Regions from separate parts of the Ovis aries genome. Here region 2 is linked to region 1. A link is a contact called in public Hi-C data. All regions are on one chromosome and are shown on one strand. Each heading gives the region's core, a stretch centred on a gene start, on an enhancer-like site or on the middle of the called end of the contact. The rest is flanking DNA. Distances are from core to core; before and after follow the strand shown. Region 1 overlaps DERL1 (derlin 1). Region 2 has its middle 92 kb from the start of ZHX2.

Evidence for each region. Hi-C and Micro-C count contacts between places; a contact is called where the count stands out from the background.
Region 2: a Hi-C map of muscle shows a contact between it and region 1, with 5 times the contacts expected there. The contact joins two enhancer-like sites. A contact is called at or near these places in 11 of 16 Hi-C or Micro-C datasets (blood, hypothalamus, liver and 7 more).

What each region holds. Positions count from the first base shown.
Region 1 is chr9:29,762,915-29,768,601 of ARS-UI_Ramb_v3.0, forward strand. It overlaps DERL1 (derlin 1), which reads left to right. Exons shown (of 8, transcript XM_004011662.5): 7 at 1-51; 8 at 4,031-5,687. The coding sequence ends at 4,169. Among named protein-coding and RNA genes, the nearest start is that of TBC1D31, 22 kb to the left of the region's middle. Within about 2 kb of position 4,212, at least 5 of the 54 cell types and tissues checked have an H3K27ac peak or open chromatin away from gene starts, as enhancers often do. A contact at or near this core is called in muscle, where this site is marked.
Region 2 is chr9:30,072,680-30,078,988 of ARS-UI_Ramb_v3.0, forward strand. No RefSeq gene overlaps it. Among named protein-coding and RNA genes, the nearest start is that of ZHX2, 92 kb to the left of the region's middle. Within about 2 kb of position 3,817, at least 1 of the 54 cell types and tissues checked has an H3K27ac peak or open chromatin away from gene starts, as enhancers often do. A contact at or near this core is called in muscle, where this site is marked.

The DNA.
Region 1 (5,687 bases), core at 2,962-5,461:
ATACCCCATGGACTTGGGAGGGAGGAATTTTCTATCCACGCCTCAGTTTTTGTAAGTGCTTCTACCCCCTCTCGTTTGACAGTCCCTATGGTCGTCTGCCTCCCAATAAAGACTCCATGAGGGGTAGGAGTTCCCTCTTTGTCTGATGGACTTGGTCACTCTAAGCTGAGGTCCGCTCTTCTCCTGGAGGCTTCTATCTATAAAACCCCGAAATGGCCTGTATGTCAGCCATGGGAAAACTCGAGAAGGGCTGTGTTTATTTTAGGATTGCAAGGTGAAGGTCAGCTTTCCAGAGTAACCTCTGTGGTGTCTTACAGTCAAGGACACAAGAGCCTGAATCCAGGCTCCAGGAGAAGAACAGGGAGCTGTGGGCTCTGTCGAGCGGGCGGGGCGCTCCTGAGTGGCTCCAGTGTGAGCATCGGGGGGCCAGGGGGGCAGAGGTGCCAGTTTTACCCAAGATTTCAGCTGAGGAAGGCGTCAGAGGGTAAGTAGGTTCATCGGTTAGCAGTTTAAAGCACTTTTATATTTAGTATCATAGACTAGAATGTTTAAAGGATTTTGCAGCGTTAAAACGACAAGACTGGAGGGTTGTGTCTTGCTTCCTGTTGTGTTTGCAGGGTGTGCTTAGGGAGAAGGCTGAGGGCCCAGCTTTGGTTTGGAGGCAGACTTGGGTTGGAGTCCCATTCCCCTCATCGACCAGTTTGGATACTGGGAAAGTGCCTGAGTAAATTCCCCCCAACTTTCTTTTGAGTCTGTGAGTTGAGGGGTGGCCCCGTCTCACAGGATGGCCGAAGTGGGGTTCACCCTCACCAGCACAGTAGTAGGTACTCAGTAAATATAAGCTCTCTCAGCCTGAAGTTGGGGCGGGGAGGCGGGGGCGGGATTCTGATGCACACTCCCACCCACTCAGAGATGCTGACACACTTAAGTGTGTAAGCAGCGTGACCATCTTGTCAGGGAAGCAAATGGCTGTTGGAGAAGGGACCAGTAAAATCACCATCTGGTGTCGCAGCCGGCCTGACAGTCACTCCTGATCTCTGGTTGAGCATATGTGGTGATAGCTTGCACTTAAAAGCTTAAAAAAAAAAAAGCAAAAAAACCCCTTTTCACATCTTGCTCATTTTAATGTTCTGCAGTTTGCCATTCTTCCAAGGGGCCAATGAGGCCAGTAAAACTTGAGTGCCTCCCCCTGTCCTCACTTTCATAGGCTAGAGGAAGGTATTTGAAAGTCCTTCATTGTGAAATATACAGAGAAGTACACTATTGTTGTGTATGTGTGTCTTTTTCTTCGTTTTTTTTCTTCCCCCCTTCATTAAGAGCATGAAAAGAAACTTGTTTACCGTCTGAGTCTTGAGTTGCCTTCAGGCTAAAAAAAAAAACTGATGACCAATCTGTTTTCTAATTATCAAAGGACACAATTACAGCAGGCTTGGATTTTTAATCTAGGTTTATCAAGTCTGATGGCAGATGCATCATTTTAAAAAAACAAAACAAAACTTGTTGCTTTAGGGGGCAGCCAAGAGTTATTTTACTTTAAACGGCCATATTCTGATTTAATGGCTTGGAGACATTTCTCAGTTGTGGGCAACAACATGTATGAGATTCTAGTGGCAAAACCAACAGCCCACTGGAGCCTGCCTTCCTCATGAGCTTTCCCTGTTGGTGGAAGCCCTTCTGTGAAATTTTGCATAAAGATCAGATGACAAAATGTAGCTCCTTACAGAAGCAGTAACTGCTTTGAAATTATCATAAATCTTTGTTGATTATGTATAATTGGGTATCTTTTTATACTAATTACTTGCATTTAATTTCACTATCTGTTTAAGCAGTGGCGATGGCTTCCATATTGTCTCAGAGTCAGAAGCAAAGCAAGACAGCCCTGGTGTTGCCTTTTTTAAGTCTTCCAATTTATTATATACTTTGGAGGAATGTTATTTGTGCCAGAACATTATGAATGTTGGGAAACCAGTGCTTGGAAATACATGTTGATTTAATGATCAAACTGAATTTGCTGAAAAGGGAAGATGTGAATTACAGAATTCTAAGGCAGTCCATGGGGTCGCTGAGAGTTGGACACGACTCGGTGACTTCACTTTCACTTTCCATTTGCATGCATTGGAGAAGGAAATGGCAACCCACTCCAGAATTCTTGCCGGGAGAATCCCAGGGACGGTGGAGCCTGGTGGGCTGCCGTCTATGGGGTCACACAGAGTTGGACACGACTGAAGCGACTTAGCAGCAGCAGCAGCAGCAGCAGCAAGATGTGTCAGTCTTTTGCCTTCTGCTTAGAAAAGTAGACCGGGGCCTCCCTAGCAGCCCAGTGGTTAAGAAAACGCACTGGTGCTGCAGGCGGCAGAGCTTTGGTCCCTGGTTGGGGAACTAAGACCCCACATGCTGAGAGATGTGGCCAAAAAAAAAGGTAGAGCCTCTTCTGTTGTTTTTGTTTTTACAAGGGGTTTAATTGTCTTTCTGGAGAGGGAGCATGCAGCTAACAGGGTTGATGTGTAAAGATATGAGGACTTTGGTCACTAACTGCTGTCATCTGAATCAAGCACTCTGTATGCTGTGGGGTGGGGTGTGAGCTCCAGAGTCAGGCTGCCTGGGTTTGAATCCTTGCCTGTCACTTCAGAAGAGCTCGACTCAATTCTGCCTCCGTTTTCCCATCTATAAAATGGGGTAATAATAGTACCTGTTGTGGCAGTTGTGAAGATGAGATGCATTTTTAAACAAGCAGTACCCAGTGTGAGGGAAATGCCTTATGATAAAGTTGAGCTCCTCAGGCTTCCTGCTGTGGGCAAGTCACCCCTCGTGGTTTGTTTTTGGTGCCAAGTGAAAGTGAAGTCACTCAGTTGTGTCCAACTCTTTGCAACCCCATGGATTGTAGCCTACCAGTCTCCTCAGTCCATGGAATTTTCCAGGCAAGAGTACTGGAGTGGGTTGCCATTCCCTTCTCCAGGGGAGCTTCCCCACCCAGGGATTAAACCTGGGTCCCACATTGCAGGCAGACGCTTTGCCATCTGAGCCACCAGGGAAGCCCTTGGTGCCATGAGGGGTTTAAAACGGGACATCAGGTCACAGTCTCTGTGCGTCAAGGCAGAGATCAAGCCATCAGGTCTGATAAGTGGAGCAGGTGAAAATAGATGCTCAGCTGACTAATAATCAAGGAAGGGAAACAGTTGGAAAAACTACTGAGAACATAGAGTCCTGGGTTTACATTTTCTTAGCTGTTCTGTGACTCTGAATTATTAATTTGTAAGTTGGGAAATCAGCTAACCTTTTTGGGCCTCAGCTTTCCCACCATCAATGAGATGGAAAGAATGCAGTTGGAGGACACACAGTGAATGAACTTGAAAACACGCCCAAACTCCAAGACAGAAAGCCGCCTTCTCCACTGTCCCTCGATGGACGCGAAGAATCCAGTTGCATCATGGAGATGCCGTGGTTGCGGATTTGTCCTTGGAACTGAATTTACTTAGGGTCCTTTGAGCAAGCTAGCTACATGTTTATATAAACCAAAATGCTATATAGATGGTTCTGGTTGCTGGGCTTATGGGTGTTAATGTTTTTGTTTCCATACTTAACTGTTCCCACATAAATTGCTTTTGTAATCAGGAAAAAAAAATTAGAGTGTGATGTTAGTGTGAAACCTTAGTTAAAAAAATCATAAATAGCGAGTGCCTTCTGTGGTCAGGGCATGGAGTCCACCAGGACTTTGGATTGTAGCCCACCTCTGTCCATGGGATTTTCCAGGCAAGAATACTGGAGGGGGTTGCCATTTCCTCCTCCAGGGGATCTTCCCAACCCAGGGATCGAATCTGTGGCTCCTGCATTGCAGGTGAATTCCTTACCTGCTGAGCCATCAGACAGAGTTAAATGAGACATTGTCCTCAGCCTCTCCGTGGCCACAGATAAACGTAATTCGATGAGACAGATGCCACGGGAGCCCCGGGCAGGGAGATAAGGATGGACAACTCCGTGGAAATGACTTTGTGGTTTTCTCTCATTTTGTGTCTCGTCCACTGTGCTCCAGGTACCGTTGGCTACCCAGCAGAAGAGGAGGGGTGTCGGGGTTTGGTGTGCCCCCAGCTAGCATGAGGCGAGCAGCCGATCAGAACGGCGGAGGCGGTCGGCACAACTGGGGCCAGGGCTTTCGGCTCGGGGATCAGTGAAGGAGCGGCCTCTGGCCTGCCCACCAGCCTTTCCACTCAGATGACGTTTCCTCCCAGCTCGGGGTGACCTTCACCACTGAGTTCTAGCTGATGCTGTTGGATCTGACCCACACTGAATGTAGTCTTTCAGAACAAGACAACAGTTTTTTAAATCCTGGAAAAAAAAAAAGAGTGTTCCTCGAGTTTCATGATTCTCATTCAAGTCCTTACTGCTAAGAAGAACAAATTATCAACTGTGCAAATTTCAGAACTGGCCGTATTACCATTATTAGTAGTATTATTTTTTGATGTCTTTTTTTCCTTTTCCATCTGAGTGATGGGTTTTGGCAGGTCCGGCTCTGCCGGCAGCAAGCTGGGTGTCTGGCATTGGGTCACCAGACCCCGTCCACGGGGCTCTTACCTCTTCCTCGCACACATGTCTCCTTCCTCCCCCCCGTCACCCCCTATTCCCAGCTAGAGGAGTCTGCCCGGAAAATGGTTCTGCCTCTGACCAGCTCTTTATTTATTGACCTTTGCCACGGCTTGGCCACAGAGACCTGTTGACAACGTTTCACAGTGGCAGAACTGTAACCCTAGGGCAGAAGCCAGAGCAGTGGACGAAGAGCTTCCTTGGCCTTTGGAATTGCCATGACCTGCTGTCAGTTGTCACCGTTTGCCACCTCACCAGCTATTTTGGTTAAAAAAAAAAAAAGCACTGCTGAGTCAGTGAGGACTCCAGATCGGTATTAATGAGGCATGAGAGTCATTGCTTAACTTATCCTAAGTTAAGTGATCAAAACTCTAGTGGAGTTGCACCTTTCATAGAGTCTGGGTTTAACCCAGGGCAGGCAACTGTGTAGGGCGCTGTGTGTACCCAGAGTAGTGAATTTGCATTGTGCTAGAAAATTCCAGCTCATATTGGCCACAGGGAGGCCTCGTGGAAAGGCACCTGGTCATTGATCCTACTTTGTTCTCATTCTGGGTATGTGTTTATTGAGTAGAGTGGAGGGGAGAACTTTAAACTCTATTTAAGTTGTCTTTTTTTCCCGGGGGGGGTGTAAACCAGCCCCCCATCTACACCCCCATGGCCATATGCTTCAGTTAGTTGTGAGGAGGGTGCAGCTCCTTGTATGTAGATCTTATTTCAGGAGGTGTTATAAGCACATCTAAGTGAATCCCATAATTCTGGGTTGTAATGGCTTTAGACTCATCTGTATTTGAAGGGCTTTTTTATTTTGAGTCATGAAGGTACATCAGACCAACTTCAATACCCACAAGTCTTCCCTCCCGCCCCCCTGCCAAGGTGGGCTTTTTCCATCAGAGCTAGGCTTGTCACCAAATAGTTTTTTATTTTGAAGGCTATGATGTTTCCCACAGTTTTCTTGTTTTATATTTTTATTCTGAAAGTGAACTGCTAGGAGCAGTGCTGAGTGGCTGCCATACTCCCAGCCAACTAAAAAGGCTCTGAACATTGGCCCTGTGGTTCTGTACAGGAAGCACTGTGCACTAGTAGGCTGGCTTTTTGCCCCACTCTGAAGC
Region 2 (6,309 bases), core at 2,567-5,066, 310 kb after region 1:
GTAGACTGATCTTCTCAAATGTTCCTTCCTGGGTTCTTTGCAACCAGCCCTTCCCTATTCCTGGTGGGCACCTGCGGCTTGCTTGACCGTGCACCATGTGTCTTCTGTTGGCTCCTACACAACTTCTTCACCCCTGCATCTGGCACACACCTCCTGGGGGGCAGTTCTGGTTCACAGGAAACTCTCTCATATCCCCTTAGCAACTTGGGGAGAGCAGGCCACCTTCCATAAAACCGCTCCTCACTCTACCCCCAGAGCAGCTAGCCGGCCGGGGCCCTTAGGTTTCCCAGGGTGAGTCAGACACCAGTCTACTGAGTCTCCTGTGTACTTGCATTCAGCCGGCTTCCAAGAAGTCACCTCGGGCCCTTTGCCTCGGCTTTCAGTGAGACGTCGGAGACCCTTCCTCACAGGGAGCGTGGACATATGGGCTTTACGGCTGTCTCCAAAAAACCCCTTGACTTGGTTTTTTTCTTTTTAAAGAATATTCATGTATTTATTTGGCTGTGTTGGGTTTTAGCTGCAGCACATGGGATCTTTGCTGCGTCATGGGAGATCTTTCATGGCAGCACAAAGAGTCTCTGGATGTGGTGCAAGGGCTTAGTTGCTCCGTGGCATGCAGGATCTTAGTCCCCCGACCAAGGATCGAACCCACGTCCCCTGTATCACAAGGCAGATTCTTAACCACTGGACCCCCAGGAAAGTCCCTTACCCTTCACTTTGAAATGGTAAACAGGCAGCTCTTGTTCTCTTGGGGTATGAGCTGATACGGAAACAGAAAGAATACATTTTTAACATCTTGTTTTGCATACAATAAAGAAAAGGTAGCATGCACACCTGTCTTGCAGAGGCATCTTGGGGAGAGAAGAGGAGGGGGTCTGGCTAGAGTAATCTTCAGGGTCCTTCTAATTCAGAGATTGCATGGCAGGCTGACAGGGAACAAGAGAAAGTATCAAACAAACTCCCTGTCCTGTTGGAGGGACCAGGTTCCCACAACGCATCCCAGTCACAAACTATTGCACACGTTCTTGAGAGTGATAAATGCAGTAACAGAAAGTGTAAATAACCAAGCGTTAACGCTCAGAACAAACTTTACATTTCAGTATAGAGAAAAGTTAGTCCACTGCTGCAGAAATACTTTCTTCTCTCTTCTTGAGAAGAAGAACATATAAACTAAACGGAAAAGGAAGATACACTCCTTTTAGCCTCCACGGCCTCTCCGCCCAGGATCCCAGTTTCCTTGTTCCCCCAAATGCCAACCTGCTAGGATCCCACCCTTCCCGATTCCTGCAGCTGGAGGTGCACCTGGCCTCTCTCATCCCCACTGCCTTTGATTTACATGCTTGTTTTGCTCTCGCACACGGAGGGAGACATGAGCAAATGATCACTGTTGTGATTGTTGTTATTTGTATTTCCAAGGCTGGTGGCTCAGACGGTAAAGAATCTGCCTGCAATGCAGGAAACCCAAGTTTGATCCCTGGTTTGGGAAGATTCCCCTGGAAAAGGGAATGGCAATCCACTCCAGTTTTCTTGCCTGGAGAATTCCATGGACAGACCAGGGGGTCGCAAAGAGTCGGACACGACTGAGAGACTATCGCTTTCTGTTTACTTTCTTTCTGAGTCAGGATGAGAGCTGGGTTTCTGGGTTTTGATTTCCAGACTCTCCACACCCTTTCCTCCCTGGTCTCCCAGGGACTTTTCGGGCACCAGAAGCCCCTGAAAGCACTTTACTGGATATTCTGATCCTGCTGGAATTTGTGCTGGGTCCTTGTGCCCCAATCCATCTTGTGTGTTTCCAACTTGGAGTATCCTGGAAAGGGGTGCTCCCCAGGGATAAGAGCGGTCACTGAAAGCCGAACTCCCAGCATTGGTCCTGCTGGTTGGGGGGCGGGGGCTGGCACTCCTGTTCTCGCAGCCCTCCCTTCCATGTATCTTTAATGAGCCTTTGGCCTGAGTTTCAAGCAGACCTGGGCTTGGGTGCTGGGTACGGAAATGAAGTCCTGAGTTAGCTCTAGGAGAAAAGTCAAGGCCTGGCCTCGGGCCTGATTGGAGCCCTGCTTCTCTGCCAACGCTGTGTAGAGAAAAGAACAGTTGTACTGAATAACTACATTCTTAAGCAGAATCTGTTCAAAGCATCTTATTTTACAAGATGGAAGCCAAGCCTTGGCAAGGGGCAATGATACCCAAGTTCACACATCTGATTTGGTAGAGCCACTTCATAGGCCAGCTGGAGAGAGGCCTTAATCTCCTCCAGTTTGCCCAGAACCATCTCATCTGGGGGGAGGGGGTTCCCTGCTCCCCCTGGGGCTGAGTCAGAGGCTCCTGCATGTACCATGGTTCTTATGCTTGACTGTGGAAACCCTTCCTCCAAAGCCATGTGCCCCTAGAAGGCTAGAACCGTGCATTTATCATCCCTGGGTCTCCAGGAGAGGGTCCACTGAGGGCCTGCATGGATCCCATTGATGGCATGGGAGTCGGGGTGGGGTTGGGATGTTCCTAGCATGGGTTGGCTTTCCCTCAGGATGTCAGACCCAGTTCCACCTGGTGTTGCTCCTTCTGCCTCCTTCCAGCACTGCGGGCCTTGGAAAGCTGTGTGATTTCTTCGCAGAACACCACCCTGTTCACACCAGGTGGAATTTCTGGCCAGTTTTCAAGGCAAAGGAAAACTGGAGGGACTTCTCTGGTGGTCCAGTGGTTAAGACGCTGTGCTTCCAAAGCAGGCAGAGTGAGTTTGATCCCTGGTTGGGGAACTAAGATCCCATATGCCGCTCAGTACAGCCAACCCCTCTCTAAAACAAACAAATAAGCTGGAAGAGGGTCTAGAAAAGTGCTGTTTGCTAAAAAACACAGCTGACCCTTGAACAACAAGGGGGACTAGGGGCCTCAGTCCTTGAAGCAGTGGGAAATTTGAGTGTAATTTGTGATTGGCCCTCCAAATCCATGCTTCCTCTGTATCTGTGGTTCCACCTGTGCAGATTTTACCAGCCAAAGACTGTGTGTAACACTGCAGTATTTACTGTTTAAAAATAAGCATATAAATGACCTGTGCAATTCATCCTGTGTTGTTCAAGGGTCAACTCTTAGGTGAAAAAAGAAACAGGTAAAATTAACTTTAGTAATATAGTTTAACCCGAGATATCCTAAATAGCATTTTCACATGTGATCATATGAACCACTACAAATGTGACAGTTTTGTGTTCTTTTTGTTCTATGTGCTCAAAATCTGTTACCTACAGCGCATCTCATCTGGACTGTTAAATTTTCATTAAAAATACTTGATATGTATTTTGATTTTATAAAATTTACAGTTGAAAAAACATTCATCTGCCCACATTGTTCCAGGCATAAAGTTTTCCAATAACTGAATTGTTTTTAAATCTAGCTGAATTAAAATAAAGCATTCAACTACTCATCACACTAGTCATTTTTCAAGGGCTCTGTAGCCACACCCAGGCTTTGGAAGGCATTGAGGGAGCTTAGGGAATTGGTGACTGAGTCAGAGAAGAAAGCCCAAGGGCTCCAGGGGGTGGTGGCAGCTTCATTCATCATTTCTATGTGTCCAAATATGCATTTCATTTTTTCTCCTCAAGACATCGGGGGCTGAAGGCAGGTGGCAGTCATGATGGGAGACGTGCTTTCGGGTGCCAGCTCTCAATACAGTCTTCATTTTGCTACATTTTCAGCAGAGATGGAATTTGGACAGTGCTGCCACTGCTGTGGGACACAGAAGACTGAAACTCTGGGGAGAGTCTTTTAGCTCTATGAACCCTGGAGAATAGCCAGAGGCTGGGAAGGTCTCTGGAACTGATAGAGGGAGCAGCTGCTCCCCCTACTGGGAGTCAGAGGAACAGCAGTCCTGCCCGGGTGGAGTGAGGAGGGAGTTCCAGGGCTGAGTCAGCTGGGTTTTTTTCCAGATTCACCCTTTGTGCGCAGGAGGCAGTTCTAAGAGTCTGGTGGAGTGTGGTGGGCAGGGCCCAGGGAAAAGCTGCATCCTTTTTGGGTTTCCAAGTCTCAGAACACTGAGGCTCTTGACTTTGGAAGCATAGGAACATTATTAGTGCAGAAACAAATCTTAGAAAGGAGAGGGTAAGATTATTTAATAAAGCTCTGTAGTTTTCAAACTCAAAACAAAAATTGTTTGTTTCCCTCTAGACTTATCCACCAACTATTAATCCACAATCATGTGCAGAAAGACCTCATATGTGAAATATACTTTTTCAAAAATGATGTATCAAATCCCTTCAGTGGTCTCGTCTAAGATGTTTATAAGCTAAAGGTAGTAATGTAAGCGGGCTTCCCCAGTGGCTCAGCAATACAGAATTCACCTGCAGTACAGGAGATGCAGAAGACGCGGGTTTGATCCCTGGGTGGGGAAGATCCCCTCGAGGAGGGCATAACAACCCACTCCAGTGTTCTTGCCCGGAGAATCCCATGGACAGAGGAGCCTCATGGGCTACACCCTGTAGAATCAGATTGCAAAGAGTCAGATATGAGTGAAAAGATTTAGCATGTCTGCAATAATGTAAAAAAATAAAAATCTAATTGTACCAAAGGTTATACAATGGAAACCACAAGTCTAATCTTCTCTTGAGACTCTTTCTCAAATTCTCAAAGCACAGATTATAGTAGCTGCTCAGTGAATGTTAGTTTGCTACTGATGAATGTTGAAGATGGACCAGAAAACTAACAACGACAAAAGCAGAGCTGCTAAATCATGGACCAACTGGGCAGTGTGTGAGGGATGGGACCAGAGAGCCACAGATGGGGGTGCGGCATCCAGGTTCAGCAAGATTGGCTTTGAATTTGATAATTTAAAAAGCTTAATCCAGCCACTTCCCGAATGGCTCAGAGGTAAAGAATCTGCCTGCCAATGTGGGAGATGCAAGAGAGTCAGGTTCGATCCTTGGGTAGGGAAGATCCCCTGGAGGAGAAAATGGCAACCCACTCCGGTATTCTTGCTGGAGTATCCCAGGGACAAAGGAGTCTCGTGGGCTACAGTCCACGGGGTCACAAAGAATCGGACACGACTGAGCGACTGATCAGGCACACACAATCCAGATTCTTTACCAAACATTCAGAGAAGACATGCAGTTATTCTGGGAGGCTCTGGAAGCAGAGAGCCCAGGGGTGTGGAGCAGACAGGGACACTGATTTTCATATGAAGGGCACATGGGGTGTTATGGCTGGGGTTGGGTGTGACACACTTGACCCCAGAAGAAGAAGCTTTAGACTGGGTTCTCTCCTTTGCAGAAGGCTTAGGAGAAGGCGATGGCGCCCACTCCAGTGCTCTTGCCTGGAAAAGCCCATGGACAGAGGAGCCTGGTGCGCTGCAGTCCATGGGGTCGCTAGGAGTCGGACACGACTGAGCAACTTCACTTTCACTTTTCACTTTCATGCATTGGAGAAGGAAATGGCAACCCACTCCAGTGTTCTTGCCTGGAGAATCCCAGGGAAGGGGGAGCCTGGTGGGCTGCTGTCTATGGGGTCGCACAGAGTTGGACACGACTGAAGTGACTTAGCAGCAGCAGGAGACTTTGGGCCAATTCAGTGGATATCCATGTTAGTGGGTGAGTATTAGAAGGGACTAAAAGACAGTCTTCTAAAATTTATTATTTTTTGTTTCAGTAGCATTGGTTTATAACACAAAATAGGTTTCATATGTACAGCCTTATGTTTCTACTTCTGTGTACACTAGACTGTGCTCATTTCCCCACATTTAGCTTTCCTCTGTCATCATATAGTGGATCCTCCTTACTCATTTGGCCTTCCCCCAGCCCTTCCTATCTGGTAACTACTACTCTGTCTTTTGCATTTATATGTTTCTTTTCATTTAATTTGGTTTATTAATTTATTTTGTTATTGGTGTTAGTTTCTTATATTCTACGTATGAGTGAAATAATACACTATTTGTCTTTCTCTGTCTGACTTACTTTAATAAGCCTAATACCCTCATTCAAGCTCCTTCCATGTTGTTGCAAATGGCAAGATTTCACCTTTTTGATGACTGAGTAATATTCCATTGTATACATGTATATATCACATCTTCTTTATTCATTCATCTTTTGATGGGCGCTTAGTTGCTTCTGTATCTTGGTTATTGTAGATACTCTGATGGGCACAGGTACGAATATATCTCTTTGAATTAGTGTTTTTGAATATACTTTGGATATATACTGTCCAAATACTTTGGATATTGCATCTAGGTGAAGAAAGAAGGATAAACCCCTGGTGGATAATGTAATGTGGAGCATGATGCTAGCTGATGGCAAATTTCCTTGGGACTCAAATGCAAGGTCAGCAAAGTTCCATCGT